Regions from separate parts of the Mus musculus genome. Here region 2 is linked to region 1. Evidence: chromatin contacts called from public Hi-C data. All regions are on one chromosome and are shown on one strand. Each heading gives the region's core, a stretch centred on a gene start, on an enhancer-like site or on the middle of the called end of the contact. The rest is flanking DNA. Distances are from core to core; before and after follow the strand shown. Region 1 holds the start of Tpbg (trophoblast glycoprotein). Region 2 has its middle 140 kb from the start of Tpbg.

Region 1 (2,914 bases), core at 282-2,781:
ACCAGAAGATCAGAAAAATTCTTCCCGTGCCATTTACTTTACTACAAACGTAGGCAGTAAAATTGCCCTTTTCGGCGTACAGTCTTACGAGTTTTAGCACGTGTATGGGTTTACATAACCATCGTCATGATTGCCATACATATGACTTCAGCTTCTGAGTCGGTTTTTTTTTCCCCTCAAAGCTTTTCACATTTATACTGCAAAACACTTTTAAAAATAAGAGAAAGGGATTTAGATAAATGTGCTGAAGATGCAAATTAATGAAACTGTCTTTTTGCACAAATCTCTGCAGTCTCCAGGCTCTGCAGCTTTTTTTCCTGGGCCATTTTGGCTGGTGTTTCTGTGGACTATCTTTCCACAGAAAGAAACAGCCATAGACTCAGAATTGGACCGCCACAGTCATGATGCATGTTGTGGGGAACAATCCCCGGCTTCCTTAACTTGATACTTTTATTATACTGGGTCTTCTTTTTCCCAGCCTTATCTCTCCTATCGTTTCTCTCTCTAAAATGAAATAGTCTGTAATCACCCACACCTTTTAACTTGGGGAAAATTTGACTGAGGAAAAGCAGATAAGACTTTTTGAGAGAGCAATGAGAGGGCGTTCGGGACTCCAACTCTCTCCAGACTTAATGACATTGGTCCTATAAGCATTCCAGTCGTTTCCCTAATCCATCATCCGGCGCCTGCCAGCGCCCCCTGGGAGACAGACTTTGGGACAAACTTCTTTCCCAGGTCAGCCCGCCCACCTCCCGCCGCGAGCGCTCCCTGCGTAAGTGACTTGTGCTGACACAACGCACCGCATCTGGTGTAGGGAGCTTTCCGGGTGACTCACGTCTTTGCAATTTGCTTTTGTTTCTGGGGTGTTTTAGCTGCAATTTTCTTCCCTCTGGTTTTAATTTTGAGAGGAGGGGGGAAAAAACCACCCATAATGAATCAAGAATGAGTGTCCTTTCCAGTAACCCTCCCCCACTTTAAAGTTGACTGTCTTTACAAGTTTGATAACTACCCTAGACGTGCGGGGGCGGCACAGGTAGGAAGGCATTAACTAACTACCTCATAAACTGAAGTTGCCAGCCAAACCGAGCCACGAGAGAGGAGACTTTCTGAATCTCCCTCACAACCCAGGCGTTTGCCGCGGCGGATGTAACCTGTGCAGCTCCTTCTTCTACTGCTGCTTTGCTCACGCTTAAATCCCTCTCCTCACTGCCAGCGGTGCCAGAAGCAGCGTGAATTCCAAGAGGTCCACCAGCGGTTTTGTTTCTGTCCGAGGTAAATACGCTATGCAAAATACGGAACCACCAAAGGATGCCGGGGAGGGGGAACAGAAGGGGAATCCCTCACCTTCTCGGGATGCGTTGCTCATTTATCTCCGCCTAGGGGAGTCGCCCAGCCTAGGTTGCCCCTCGTATCCCTCCCTGAAGCCCCTACCTGGGGCAGCAGAGGTGGCCAGCGCGGCGGCGATCTCTCCTGCAGCCCTGGCCCTCCCCCGCCCCCCGGCTTGGTTTTTCCCAGCCGTGGAGGTTGGGCCAGGGGCTGGGGTTGAGAGGAGAGTCGGCGCCCGCAGCAGGAGCTGGGAAGGCGCGTGGACTCGGGTGGCCCTCGGAGTTGGCTTTGCAGGCGCGGGGTGCGGAGGTGAGCAGTGGGGACCGAGCGGCCAGGTTTGGAGCCTGGAGGCGGGACCAGGGTTCCTTTCTATACTAGGGCGTGAAGAGAGCCGGGGGGGGGGGGGTCCTGGCTGCCACACCGCCCACGGTCCCACGGCCGCTTTGTTGGCGGGTTCCCTCCGTTTTTCTGGAGATGTCTGGATCCTCTCGGGATCGGGGAGCTGGGTGGCCAGGAACTGGGGAGTCGAGAGTAGGCGACAGCTGTACGGCTCTGCTCCCCTTTTCACACTAATCCAAGGAGGTACCAAAAAAAAAAAAAAGCTCTTAAGAGTCCCGTAACCCGAAACTTCGCTCTCATCCCAAGGTGGGAGGGGGAGGAGCGGCGGGGGCGGGGACCCCGGAAGGCAGGTGGTCGGCCGGGGCGGTAGGAGCTGGGATCCGGAAAAAGGAGAAGTTTGCTCGCTGGACACCGCGGGGTCTGCGTGAAGTTCTAGGCGGGAGGAGGGCAATCCGGGCAGGAGCCAGGCGGGAGGTGGCCCGGGTCCTGATGGTGTGGGCCCGGAAGAGGTAGGCTTAGCGCCTGGGAGTGGGGACCGCGTCCCACTAGGGAGGAAGGACGCACACAGAAGCTTGGGCCGGGTTGCTAGTGTGGGGACTACTTGGTTCGTACTCGGGGAGCTGCGGCCGTCACTCCTCCTCACGCTTCTCTCCCGCTTGTCCCAGGTCGCTCATCCGATCCTGCCCTGAGAGAGGCGCCAACAAAGGAGTTGAGGAGGTGCCACCCACCCCAGCTGCGGCGGGAGGAGGAGCGCCAAGGCCCGTGTCCCGACCCGCCGTGCGTACTCACTGGAGGGAAGGGCGGGGTGCCGCTCCGGGAGGGGGACGCCCGGTGGCTCGGGGTTAGCCAAGTTCCAGCTTTTGGCGTCCCCTCCTCTGCTCCCACGCGAGGAAAGTTTGCCGTCGACGCTTGCGGCCGGCTCGCGCCCGCCGGGCCCAGGCGGTCGAGTCTTCGGAGCGGGCGCTGTCCCAGCTCCGGGGAACCGCGAGCCGCGATGCCTGGGGCGGGCTCCCGGGGCCCCTCCGCCGGGGACGGACGGCTGAGGTTGGCAAGGCTGGCGCTAGTGCTGCTGGGTTGGGTCTCCGCGTCGGCCCCCAGCTCTTCGGTACCCTCGTCTTCCACCTCCCCGGCAGCCTTCCTGGCCTCGGGGTCTGCGCAGCCTCCGCCAGCCGAGAGATGCCCCGCGGCGTGCGAGTGCTCCGAGGCGGCGCGCACGGTTAAGTGCGTGAACCGCAACCTGCTGGAGGTG
Region 2 (2,914 bases), core at 141-2,640, 140 kb after region 1:
TTACCTCCATGTTTTCCCAACAGGTCTATGCAGCATGTTACCCAAAGAACTTCCTTAAGGAACAGAGAGTCTACATCGCATCCCAGCATCATATCCCTGTCCTTCACAAGGGTTGCCAGGTGTCTGTGAATTGTATGAGACTTTGTAGAGCCATCTGTGACTTTGCTGACTTACCAGTTACATGTTGGTGTTATATTTTATTTCCAATCTCACGTTTATCTTTTCCTTTCTCCTACTTTCTTTGATTTTACTTGGTGAGAAATTTCTATATCAATTTGGGCTGCAACCCTACATGTAATAGGGAAGCTGGCTTCTGTCATGAGTTCCAGCTTCCCATTATTGCTCTACACTGGCCAAGGGCACTTTCCTTGATGCATCTTATGACGGTGATGATGCTGAAGTGGTGGATCAGGTTCACAGCAGCTTCCCCATATACTTAGGTTGTAGTCACAGGACCTGAGCTTGAAATACTTGTCAATAGGAGACACTGGATCTAGAACAGGATCTGTTGACAGAAGATGGAAAGAAAAGGCTGGGGTAGTAGAAGTATCTGATGGTGTGTCTGTGCAAGCCCTACTCTACTGAATCCTTGAATCATCACCAGGAGCCAGGTATGTCCTATTTCACAGAAGCAAACAAAGCAAAACCCAACCCCAATGGGTAACGAGGCTCTGCAGCTTCTAAGAAAAAGGAAGCAAAGGAAGCAAGGAACTTAGACTTGGGTTGTTGGAATCCTCCAGGTTCCTAACCACTGCACTCTCTTGCCTGTAGCTCTTTTTTTTTTTTTTTTGTAATTGATCACTCAGAGTTACTGTGATTGATGGGTCTTGTGGGTCATCTAGCTTAGCTAAAATGTCAGGAATCTCTAGGTCCAGTCAGAGATCCTGTCATGGAGGAGTAAGATAGTAGGTGCGGCACACACCACACAAAAACACTTTTTTAATATTTGTTTTTGTATAGTTTAGACAACTAGTAGGTCAGGGCAACAAGTCTAGTCTAGCCAAAAAAAAAAAAAAAAAAAAGAGGTCAGCATAAAACTTGAAAGGAAGTAGAAATTTTTGCCCATCTTTTTCTGTGTATTTCTTCTTTGCTTTCCCGAAATTTTCACTATATATAACATAAGACTTTGTAAGAATGGTAACAATACTAAATGAATCACTACTCTGGCAAAAAAAAAAGACTTAATTTTTGCCATAGACAATAGTAACACTTATTCTTGGACAGGAATCTAGTGAGCAGCTCTGGATGGAATTGCTCTTTGTCCTTCAATATCTGTGTTTGTTCCCAGGGATAATGTCCCTGTAAAACACTATTGCTAGTCTAATATTGCATGGGCTCTCCGCCTTGCATCCTTTACGACCTGCTGCCATGGGAAGTGATTCAGTGAGCTGCTCCTCATCTCAGGAGAGGCTTTGCTCTGACACAGTGGCTCGCAGACATGCAGAGTGAAGCCAACTGCCGCTAAGCCATAAATCAAGCCCTCTGATAACTGACCTGGCAGTTTTTCATCTCAGGTTTTCATTTTATTCACCAGAAATATCCTTTTGGGAATGCTATAAATGCTTTCGGAATGAAAGCAAAGTCAATTGCTTCTTTCGAAAAAAGATAAAAACAGACATTATTTGTTTAAAATGAAATTGGTTGGACTAATTGGAAAGTTATTTGTCTTCGTTTTGTGTGTGTGTGTGTGTGTGTGTGTGTGTTATTTTTATCACCCGTGTTTATCCCTTAAGAAGTAAACATCCTTCAAGGGCAACAAAAAGAGCTTTATAAAATGAAGTACAAAATAAGAAAGATGCATTTAGGTAAAATCAGTTTCCACCCTGCCTCAGGCACAGAGCTCTCCTTCCCCTCCCCACCTTCCTTTAATAACATACCCATGACTCATGCTATTATGACTCTCCTTGTCTCTGTCTCCCCCACCCACACACACTTATTTTTCCCCTCACCAGCCTCTGTGGCCCAAGAGTACAGAGCAGATGAGGCAAGGTCAGCCACCCCACTTCTGTAATTCTGAGATGCTAATATTATTTTCAGTTCTTAAAAAATCCAAAACATGCATTTCTCAATAAATAACATGCCATACTTTCGATAACATAACTTTTGTTTTAAATGTAAATTGGGCATTTTTATTCTTTGACAGTTTCATGTGTGTATATAATGAACTTTATTGTTTTCCCATGTTCCTCTTTTCTACTCTTTCATCCCTCATTTCTCTTCCTATCTATTCAATATAGCACTTGGAGTCCTAGTTAGAGCAATAAGACAACAATAGGAGATCAAGGGGATACAAATTGGAAAGGAAGAAGTCAAAGTATTTCTATTCTCAGATGAATGATAGTATACACACACACACACACACACACACACACACACACACACATACATATATATACACACACACACCCCAAAATTCTGCCAGAGAACTCTAACAGCTGAAAAACACCTTCAGCAAAGTGGCTGAATAAAAAATTAACTCAAATAAATCAATAGCCCTCCTGATAAATGGGCTGAGAAAGAAGTTAGGGAGACAACACCCTTCATAATAGCCACATATAATATGTCTTGGTGTAACTCTAACCAAGCAAGTAAAAGACCTGTATGACAAGAACTTCAAGTCTCTGAAGAAAGAAATTGGAGAAGACCTCAGAAGATAGAAAGATCTCCCATGCTCATGGATTGGTAGGACTAACATAATGAAAATGGCCATTTTACCAAAAGCAATCTACAGAGTCAATTAAATTCCTATTAAAATTCCAACGCAATTCTTTATAGACTCTGAAAGAACAATTCTCAACTTCATATAGAAACACACACACACACACACACACAACCAGGATAGCTAAATATAATCCTGTGCAATAAAGAACTTCCAGAGGTATCACCATCCCTGACTTCAAGCTGTACTATAGAG

What was found. Hi-C and Micro-C count contacts between places; a contact is called where the count stands out from the background.
Region 2: a Hi-C map of embryonic fibroblasts shows a contact between it and region 1, with 2.1 times the contacts expected there. The contact joins the enhancer-like site here to the promoter of Tpbg in region 1. A contact is called at or near these places in 2 of 39 promoter capture datasets (embryonic stem cells and liver), 4 of 484 Hi-C or Micro-C datasets (cortical neurons and embryonic fibroblasts), 3 of 115 datasets of contacts at active chromatin or transcription factors (embryonic stem cells and neural progenitor cells) and 2 of 9 other capture datasets (adipose tissue and pancreatic islet).

What each region holds. Positions count from the first base shown.
Region 1 is chr9:85,841,321-85,844,234 of GRCm38.p6, forward strand. It overlaps Tpbg (trophoblast glycoprotein), which reads left to right and starts at 1,532. Exons shown (of 2, transcript NM_001164792.1): 1 at 1,532-1,635; 2 at 2,331-2,914. The coding sequence starts at 2,660. LOC115487186 (a long non-coding RNA gene) reads right to left here and starts at 2,360. Exons shown (of 2, transcript XR_003948199.1): 1 at 2,278-2,360; 2 at 22-1,895.
Region 2 is chr9:85,984,476-85,987,389 of GRCm38.p6, forward strand. No RefSeq gene overlaps it. Among named protein-coding and RNA genes, the nearest start is that of Tpbg, 140 kb to the left of the region's middle. Within about 2 kb of position 1,391, at least 23 of the 459 cell types and tissues checked have an H3K27ac peak or open chromatin away from gene starts, as enhancers often do. A contact at or near this core is called in embryonic fibroblasts, where this site is marked.